Linked DNA regions of Astyanax mexicanus: region 2 is linked to region 1. Evidence: chromatin contacts called from public Hi-C data. All regions are on one chromosome and are shown on one strand. The core of a region is the stretch at or near the end of the contact, and the rest is flanking DNA. Distances in the headings are between cores, read along the strand shown.

What was found. A called contact is a pair of places that touch in the nucleus more often than the background predicts.
Region 2: a contact with region 1 is called in a Hi-C map of blood, with 7 times the contacts expected there. The contact joins the promoter of si:dkeyp-97a10.3 here to the enhancer-like site in region 1. A contact is called at or near these places in 2 of 3 Hi-C or Micro-C datasets (blood and muscle).

What each region holds. Positions count from the first base shown.
Region 1 is chr1:120,060,835-120,066,215 of AstMex3_surface, forward strand. No RefSeq gene overlaps it. Among protein-coding and RNA genes, the nearest start is that of si:dkeyp-97a10.2, 27 kb to the right of the region's middle. Within about 2 kb of position 2,022, the one cell type or tissue checked has an H3K27ac peak away from gene starts, as active enhancers do.
Region 2 is chr1:120,175,097-120,180,477 of AstMex3_surface, forward strand. si:dkeyp-97a10.3 reads left to right here and starts at 2,615. Exons shown (of 9, transcript XM_022686856.2): 1 at 2,615-2,712.

The sequences.
Region 1 (5,381 bases), core at 772-3,271:
ATATCTAGAGATACTAAGTCATTATTTTGAGATACTATCTCAATATTTAGAGATACTAAGTCATTATTTTGAGATGCCATCTCAATATTTTGAGAAACTAAGTCTTTATTTTAACATACTATCTCAATATATTGAGATACTAAGTCATTATTATGAGATACTAAGTCATTATTTTGAGATACTATCTCAAAACTGCTTTAAAATAAAGACTTAGTATGTATAAATATTGAAATAGTGATTTATTTAATAACAAAAAAAATGTGCTGGATTATTTTTTATTTTTTTTAGGTGGGCTTAGAATGGGCTTCCATAGATTACAGCATGATTACTGCCTGTTTTTTAACGCAGTTCCCAAGCATCCACCAGAACACTGACTGTAGGCCTTTTACAGGACTTACTCACAGACATTTCTCCAGATTCTCTGAAACTTTTAATGATATTATTGTCTGATATTGTCTGGTATTTTCATTAATGGATATTTTTTTTAGATTTTCTCAAATTGGTGAAGCTCTGTTCATCTTTTCTTTTAAGAGTCTCCACTTCTCTAAAATGGGTTTAATGGGTTAACTTTTATACCCAGTCATGTGAGTTTGTTTCCCGTTTCCAACTTTTTTAAATGAAATGATTTTTTTAGAATCGAATGTGTTTTGTGTGCTGGTGCACTGTAAACCCAGAAGTTTTTTGAACTCAAAAAAAAAAAAAAAAAGTCTGTTTTACATTTTAAAAAATGATATTTCTAAACAATACCCAGCTAATTTGAGTTAGTTGAACATTTGTGGGCACATATACTGTACTATTGAAACTGAGACCTTTGAGTTGAACCAACTTATAATAACTGAGTTTAGTCTGTTGTCATTGGCAGCTTTCTTTTCCATTGGCTTCTGTCACAATCTATTTGCATACCCAGTTTCTGACACTCACCATCAGTGTGTAGTGATTCACCCCGGGATACCTTATGTAAACTTGCAGAACATATATTTACTATCTTTTCTATGAGTATTTAAAAAAAATGTTGAATGATATAAAAAAAAAAGAAGTTTAAATATAAATCTACAATTTTATTCACTTGACCTTCAAAGTAGAATTAATATGCAAAGCAATTAATATAAATAATTAAAAAATAATATACTATCATATATTTTGTGTTCTGATTAAAATGGCAGAAATTATGCATTAATTATGTAATTCTTACTAAAAACAATGTAGTAAACAGTACTTGAGTAAATAAAATATTTAATAATTAATTAATTAATTTTAAATATATATGTATATGTATTTGTTAAGTTCACTGTACTTTTTTGACTAAGAGTTAAGTCAACTTATTGGGTTTTACACTGTGTGAATAAAATATGGGTCTTAGATTAGATTTTTGCAATGATTAAATCCAGTTAATCTTCTGTTTAAAATAACAGCATATTAAACGCACTGCTGCTGATGTAGTCTAACATGTTTTACTAACATTACACTCTAAAGACAGCAAATCTCAGACTGAGGCGTTCGCTGCACATGCGGTTACGGAGTTAAATTAGGTTCAATGAGTTCACATGAAATTCAGCCAAAGTATCTGGAAATTTGCCAAAGAAAATAAAGTGAGGAGCGAGCTGCCAGTGGATCACATGGTTCTGTTTAAGAATTAGATATTACAACAATATTTCACGTTTAGATGCATTCAAAATTCTGCCTTATCTTTTAAATGGGATTTGTTATTTATTTGTCTTGTATCCCCTGATTTATAAAAAAAAAATATTTATGTAGTGTGACAGCACCCCTGGGGATAGGGGCGTGGCCACCATGACCCAATAGTCCTAAAACACAGAGAGACATAGACACAGGGAGTGAATGAACACAACACACAGCTTTCTTTGGCAAAACAGCCTCCACCAACACCCAAAACAAACTTAAATCATATCAGACAGCCCAGTGGGCCTCTAGTCACTTAATACTTAAAGTTCTTGAGTCTTGAGTTTTTGCCTCAGCCTTTTTCTCAACCTCAGCATCTCTCTAGAGTGAAGGCTGAGGCAGGGTCTTTATGCGGGTCCCAGTTGGCTGCCTAATCAGTCCAATGCATGCCAGCTGGGACAGACCCACGGTTCCCCCACCTCTGCAGGTAACAGTAGGTTTACCATTTTTATAGCTTTCTTTATCCCACAAAATTAAAAAAATACTAAAACGTATTTAATAGTGAAGTGTATTAAAGTGTCTGTAGGAATATGTAAATGACCTTTGTTCTTTAAAAACCAAGCTCTACTGGTTGATTGGGTGGGGCTAAAGTACTGTACTGTTGTAGGCTGATTGGGTGGAGCTACACATTTGTAGAACGGATGGGTGGAGCTAAACTTCTCTAGGATGAATAGGTGGTGCTAAAGCACTGGAAACTGGAGAACACTGCTACAGGAAGAGTCACGTCTAGCTGACCCACATGGCAACAGCTTTAGCCTTTAGCTCTTTAGCTTAACATCAGACTCTGGCTGCATCCAAAAACTTTTGCTACTCCTCTTTTCCTACTTCTCCTCTCCTACCCCGGAAGAAGGTGGAGGAATCGAGGAGAGGAGAGGAGGAGGAGGAATGGAGGGAAGGAGCTGTAATTGGGGAAATGGGACAGCTGATCCCTTTTAGATAGGATGTTGACTACCGATGATCTGAGCCAATCACAACGCTCACTTTCAGCACATGCCGGATACTGCGCAGCCAATCACAGCTTCTGGATAGAGCTCTGCATACAGAAATAAAAACGGGAAATCAAAAAACACAATTCCACATTCTAGAGATCATAACTTTAACAAGCATATTAAGCTTTTCAGTGCAGCCTGATTAGCCATTGATGAAGGCTGCTGTCACGTCTGGTGCTGTTAGCTCCTCTGTCCCTTCCACACCAAGCTCTAACGGAGGTTCTCAGGTTAACAACTACACTACCCAGAATGCACCACCCGCTGACATCACGCACACACCTGATCACGTGACACCTCACCTGCTTCCTCCAGGAAGTCCCGAATACTGATTACTGGCACTATAAAGGTGCACGCCAAACAGACTACCACGCCGCGTATTGTAGGTTATCCTCGTACAAAGCGTTACCGTACTTATCTCTTGTCTCAGTTTACTTTGTGTATGACCTTGCTTTTTGTTTCTCGACGCCGATTCTTGCCTCTGCCTTTGATATTGGATTGTTTTGTGTATGACCTGGACTGTGCTTTCACCACCGCCTCTTGGATTATCTCTGATACTGGATTGCTTGTGTATGAACTCTGGACTGTCTCTCGTTTATGGTATGGTTTTGTCTTCATTGCTCTGTCTACTGGTGATCACCCTTGTTTCTGTATCGACCCTGATTACATCTGTTTATTCCTATAATAAACATCTATTGTTTTTATCAGTATCAGTATCTGCGCTTGTCTGCTATTCTGTTCTGACCATGACAGAATACGCGGCCAAACTAAATCAGATAGCGGATACTGAGGCTATTAAATCTGGTCTAGCCAACCAAGGGAGGCTACTCGGTCAGCACCAGCAAACGCTCGCTGGTGTGACCCAAGCTGTTTCTGAGCTAGCCCGCCAGCAAACCACGCAGCAGCAACAACTAGCTGAGCTGCTAGCTCACCTCAGAGGCGTAACTGAGCCTAGCCCTAGCCCATTAGCTGCCCCCAGTATGCCCAACGCTAACTCTTCTGTGCCTGGATTTTCTGTCTCTAAACCGGAGTTGTTTGATGGGGATCCGGAAAAATGCAGCGGTTACAACCGATAAAGCTAAGATCGGTTTCATTATCTCCCGGCTTTCTGGTAAGGCACTCGAGTGGGCTACAGCTATTTGGGAAGACCTTTCTGGGGCTAGTTATACTGACTTTTTGGCTACTTTCCGCTCTGTTTTTGATCATTCGCGGTATGGACAGTCTAATGGAGAACTTTTGCTGGCTCTTAAGCAAGGTCAGAAGCCGGTGGCTTCCTACGCTTTGGAGTTTCGCACTCTCGCAGCTGGTAGTGGGTGGAATAACGCTGCCTTGATCAACGTGTTTAGATGCGGACTTAATCCAGATGTACAGAGGGAATTAGCCTGCAGAGATGATTCTCTGACCCTGGATCAGCTCATTTCACTGTCGATCCGGTTGGATCAACTCCTCTCGCGCCGACCCAAGACCAGTCCTCGCACTCAAAACACTCCTGTGTCTCTGCCCCGCGCTCTGCCTCGCGCTCCCACACCAGAGAAAGCTGCGCCGCCTGCCCCAGAGCCCATGGACATCCAGAAAACCCGGCTAACTCCAGAGGAGTGACAGCGTCGAATCCGGCTTCGCCTATGCCTTTATTGTGGGGAGGCCGGGCATTTCAAGGCTGAGTGTGGTCTCCTGACCCGACCCGTGAATGCTCCAGCCCTGGGACAGCGCGTGGAGAGCACTAACGTGGTACGTAAGTAAGACACAATCCTTCGTTCTAAATGTTTTTCGCTACCTGTGAATATTGTTTTGCCTGATGGTTTGCTCTCTGTCTCAGCGCTTGTAGATTCCGGGTCGGAAGGGAACTTCATCAGTCTGGACCTGGTTAAGGAGCATAAAGTGCCCACCCGTGAACTTCTACGCCCCCTGTCCATCCATGCTGTTGACGGGAAGACGGTTCGCTCCAAACCGGTCACGCTACAGACATTCCCCATCACCCTGCAAGCCAGCGCTCTTCATTTCGAGGAACTGCCACTTTTCGTGCTTCCCTGCACGGAACATCCAGTTATCCTGGGGATGCCATGGCTGAAAACTCACGATCCCACTGTCTCCTGGCGCGATGGGGATATCACGGTTTGGTCTGCTCACTGTCATGAACACTGTTTAGCTTTAGATAGTTTAGTTATTCATTCTACTTCGGTTGAAAGTCCTGAGGTTTCTGATCCCATTGATATACCCGCTGAATACTCTGATTTTTTAGAGGTGTTTAGCAAAGAGAATGCTACTAAATTGCCTCCGCATCGTTCTTATGACTGTGCCATTGACTTAGTGGAGGGTGCCACCCTACCCAAAGCTGGAGTCTACCCCCTTACGTTAGATGAGGAGAAAGCTATGAATGATTACGTTACCGAAGCATTGGCTCAAGGTTTCATTCGGCCGTCAAAGTCCCCTGTCGGTTCTGGATTCTTTTTTGTGAAGAAAAAGGACGGGGGACTGAGACCTTGTATAGATTATAGAGGGTTAAATGCTATAACAAAGAAATTTGCCTACCCATTGCCTCTCATCCCTAGTGCACTCGAACAATTATGCACAGCCTCTTACTTCACCAAACTCGATCTCCGCAGTGCATATAATCTGATCCGCATTAGGGAGGGGGACGAGTGGAAAACAGCGTTTACCACTACTAATGGCCACTATGAGTACCAGGTTATGAGCTATGGTCTCGCTAACGCCCCC
Region 2 (5,381 bases), core at 1,365-3,864, 110 kb after region 1:
TAGAGACCACAACTAGACATTTTAAAATGATTGAAAAATTATGTAATACGACCTTTTTTGTTGATTCTCATAATCTGGATTAGAACATTACTCAAATATTCACTATTCACTGTATACCTGTAACTCTACCTCTTCACTACTTTACTTTAACTGATGCTCTCAAACACTTTATTAAGAGACTAGAAATTCAAGTAATTAACTCTTGATGAGTTCAGCACAGCTGTTAACTGAAATTAGCCTGAATTCCAGGAGACTCTACCTCATTAATCTGACTGAGAAAATCCATCAGAGAGGTGCGGAACTGTCTAATCTAAACAAGAGGTGCTACTATCAAGAAACTAAAATATAAAACATATTCTGGTTTGTATATTCAATAATTCACTTTATTTTCACTTTATATTTTTTATTTTCACTTCATACAATTGACTTACCCTCAGTTTGCCCAGGTGTCTATATACAGATGTATGCAGGTGATACCGTCATACCATCTATCTATCTATCTATCTATCTATCTATCTATCTATCTATCTATCTATCTATCTATCTATCTATCTATCTATCTATCTATCTATCTATCTATCTATCTATGTGATAGGTGAATTCTGCTGCATTTACAGTAATGTTAAATCATGTACACTGTCCCTGTTAAATAAACTATTAAATAAATAAATACAATTCCATGTGTTTTTTTTCATAGTATGGATGACTTTAGTATTAATCTACAATGAAGAACATTTAAAATAATGAGAAAAAAAAACACTGAACTCAAGGTGTGTACAACCTACTAATTACTGGTACTAAATTATATAATTAGGGATGGTTTTAATATAAGTCATCTCAGCTGCTGAACCAACACAGTCATACCCCAGCATCAGTACTCTGTATGCAGTGTATGACACCAGCGCTGGTGCACTGTAGTCTCCTGCAGCAGGATGGGGAGAACCATCAGAGCCATCTAGTGGAGCAGCAGAGACACAACACAAACACATACTGTAATAAATAATTCATCCTTTACATTAAATAATTAATTTATTTAAAACAATGCAGCTTTAAAACACAATATTCTTAACTTTTAATTTTTATTTTAGTTCTTCTTTTAGTTTTTTATTTCCTTTTTATTTGTTTTCTTCTGCTTCTTCTTATTATTATTATTATTATTATTATTATTATTATTATATTTTTTATTATTATTTATTATTTATTATAGTTTTGTATTATTGCTTTTAAACTTATTTAGATTTTCTTTTATTATTATTATTATTATTATTATTATTATTATTATTATTATTATTATTATTATTATTCATTTTTTAAACAGTTTTGTATTCTTGCTTTTAAACTTATTTTGATTTTCTTTTATTATTATTACTATTATTTGTATTATTATTGCTTTTATTTTTTTAGTTTATTGATTTATTTGTATTATGTAAAAGTTAGTTTTAGCTAATTTTAACTAATTTTTGTTGTATTAAGCTTATTTTCTTTTCTATTTAAAACAATGCAGCTTTAAAACACAATACTCGCAATACTCTCTAAAAGTTTATATACACTCAGCTCACTGGAGTCACTAAATCAATTTAAACATTTAATATCTAACCACCTTCAGACAGCCTGTACCTGTTTTACTAAATCTTATTTATTCTTAACTTTCATTTTTTATTTTAGGTCTTCTTTTGATTTTTTATTTCCTTTTTATTTGTTTCCTTATTATTATTATTATTATTATTATTATTATTATTATTATTATTATTATTATTATTATTATTATTATTGCTTTTATTTTTTTAGTTAATTTATTTATTTGTATTTTTATTGTATTATGTAAAAGTAAGTTATTTTCTTTTGATCTGAATTTTTTATCAATTAAACCAAGGTTTATTATAATTATTATTAATTATTATTTTTTTATTTTGTTCTAATTCTATTTTTATTTTTTTAATCTATTTTTATACTTTATTTACTGTTATTTTTAAATAATTAAATTTAGTTATTATTTTCTTTGTCATGTCAATCCTTGTTTCTGTAAATGCTCAGCTACATTGTAAATGAGGGTTGCCCTCAATGTAAATCCGAGCCAAAATAAAGGTTGATTGATTGATTGATTGATTGATTGATTGGTATACAGTGGCGTGAAAAAGTATTTGCCCCTATAGATTTCTTTCGTTTTTGCTTTTTTGTCATACTGAAAGAATGGATCACTGTTGCATTTTTAATTGATGCTTTGCATCAAACATCAAGCTTATCAATGGATTTTAAGGCGTTTACAACCTAATCAATAATGATTAATAATCTAATTTATAAACCCTTTATAAACCCTTTATAAGGGTAGTCTTATTTTAAAGTGGTACCAAATATATGAAGGCCGACCTCAAAGTACTATATATATATAATGTACATGTTTACAGTAAAATTAATGAGATAAAATGTAAATTTTAAGGTTAAAAACAGGAGGCTTAATAGTTTCATATCATTTTTAACAATTCCAGTAAAGATCAGACAGAAACTCACCTGTGCTAGCCTTTAGCCTTTTAGCTAAGCTGTGCTGTGAGGTGTGTCTCTCATAGCAGGACAAACAGGTAAATCAGGAAGAGGTGAGACAGGTAGTGATGATGTCATACTTCTGTTTTCTCCTGTAGGCAGCAGATCGTGTGTTCGGATCTCCGGATGGATATGAATTATATAATATCATGACTGCTAACAGAGGAGTGAACAGTGAGTACTGATTAATACGCATGTTATTATTATTATTATTATTACGTAATAGAGGTTTAAATATGCTTAATATATTTGTCTGGTTTATATTCAGTTCATTAGCTTCTTATTTGAATTCTTCATTCCACCTTAAATATTTCAGCCGTAACTGTGGCTTTATGTTTTTTAAGGTGGAACAGAGAGTTCATATTGATACTTTCAGGAAACGCCCAAAAGAAAAACAAACAATGTTTTAAGAGGATAGTTTATCATATAGTCGAGGAACAGAACCAAACATAAAACTTAATCCTAATTTGAAATGTTAAAAATATTGATTGAAAAGACAGAAAAAGATAATATTTTAACATCAGCCACAAAATGTAGAACATTTCTAGCTTGCTTCATGGAATAAAATGACTGAATAAAATCAATAGAACTCAATAATAAGACTAAAACAACTCAACCGATTCCAGTTTTTATATTTATAAAACTCCCTCAGGGCTGGAGAAGGAACAAACACTAGGAGAAAACAAGCCTCACGTGTGCCTTATGCTATCGTATGTGCTATCAAGGCTAAACGAGCTACGGTGGCCTAGTGGTTAGCACGTTTGCCTCCCAGCACTGGGTCTTGGGTTCAAGTCCCTATCTGTGTGGGTTTCCTCCAAGGACACTGGTTTCCTCTCACAGTCCAAAAACATGGAAATCAAGTAAATTGGATATTTTAAATTAAATACACCCTAAAAATGATATAGATCGGCACTCTGCAGTCCTCGCGGTGGAGGTGGTTTCCGGTTAAGGGTATGCTGTACATGATTGGCTGTGAATTCTCACCGGTGTGTGATGAGTGTGTGTGCAATGTAACTGTAAGTGAAAAAGGAAGGTGCAGTATTGCGAACTGGAGTCGATATCAGTATAACTTATAACCTATTTTTGTTTGCTTAAGTTTTTTATACAGTTTTCTCTATGTCGTTTTTTTATTTGCACATTTTTTGTCATGTTTTCTACATTTAGAAACACATAAATTAGGCATTCCAATGACTAATGTAGCAATTTTCAAAGAAATATCAGTCTATTTATGTTACAAAAGTGAGGGGATGGACGTAAGTGCAGAATAATTATATTTATTTAAATTAACAAACTAAAACAAATTAACAAACAAACAAACAAACAAAATAAACCAAAGTTACACTGAATACAAAACTACAAAACACTAAACTTGAAAACAGGAATCTAAGAGACAGCATGAAACAAACCTGAACACAGACAGCAAACAAACTAACAAAAGACTAGACAAAGAAGGCTTGAAACAAAGGGGCTTATATACACAAGGAGGGAACAGGAAACTGGAAACACCTGAGGATCAATCAAGAGGGGGGGGGGTTACAAATAACTAATGAGAGGGTGGGGCTAGGGCGGAGACAGGACCAAAACACAACAATAGCACATGGCTGGGAAACACATGACAGGTAAACAGAGGGGCAGGAGCACAAGAGACCAAATGAGGGAGAAACATGACAGACATGGGCTAAACTGTGACAATTTAATATTGTCTAAGAATTCCCTGTCGATGCTGTCGTCTTGGGATAGCTCCACCCCTTTGACATCAGTGACAATCAAGGCAAGGCAAGGCAAGGCAAGTTTATTTATATAGCACCTTTCATACACAGCGGTCATTCAAAGTGCTTTACAAATTAGAAAATACACAGAGAAGTCATATAAAAATAATAATAAAAAAATAATAATAAAAAAAAACATGTAAAAGAATAACAGTAAAAATGGAAAATAAAAACTAAAATAAGAGTAAAGCATGATTGATTCAAACATGATTAAAACAAAGATAAGTCAAATTAAAAATATGTAAAAGAACAACAAGGAATTTGAAATAAAAATAAAATAAGAATAAAGCATGAATAAAACATACATGATTAAAACAAAGAGAAGTAAAATTAAAAACATGTAAAAGAACAACAAGGAATTGGAAATAAAATTAAAATAAGAATAAAACATAATATAAAAGTGCCGTTACAGAATAAAAGTGGGCGGAGCTGCAGTGTTTTAAGCTGAGCTGAAAGCCTGATCAAACATGTAGGTTTTCAGTCTGGATTTAAACATGTTTAGTGTTGGAGCTCTTCTAATGCTCTCTGTTAACTGGTTCCATTTAAGAGCAGCGTAGTAGCTAAATGCTGCCTCTCCGTGTTTAGTTTTTACTTTAGGCAGCTCTAACTGAGCAGTTCCTGATGATCTGAGAGTTCTGCTCGGCTCATACTGCTGGAGCACATCAGATAAATATGCTGGTCCTGCACCATTAACACATTTATACACCAGTAACAGTACCTTAAAGTCTATTCTGTAACATACTGGTATCCAGTGTAGGTATTTAAGGATGGGGTGGGTGATGTGCTCCCTTCTTTTACTCCTAGTCAAAACTCTGGCTGCTGAATTCTGAATCAGCTGAAGCTGTTTGATGGTCTTTTTTGGGAGTCCAGTTAGGAGTCCATTACAGTAATCAATCCTACTAGAAATAAAGGCGTGGATGAGTTTCTCCAGATCTGCTTTAGACAGAAAATCTCTGATCTTATTGATGTTCTTGAGGTGATAAAATGCTGATTTGGTGACGGCTTTGACGTGACTGTTAAAAGTGAGATCAGAGTCCATTTGTACACCAAGATTACGCACTAGTTCTTTAGATT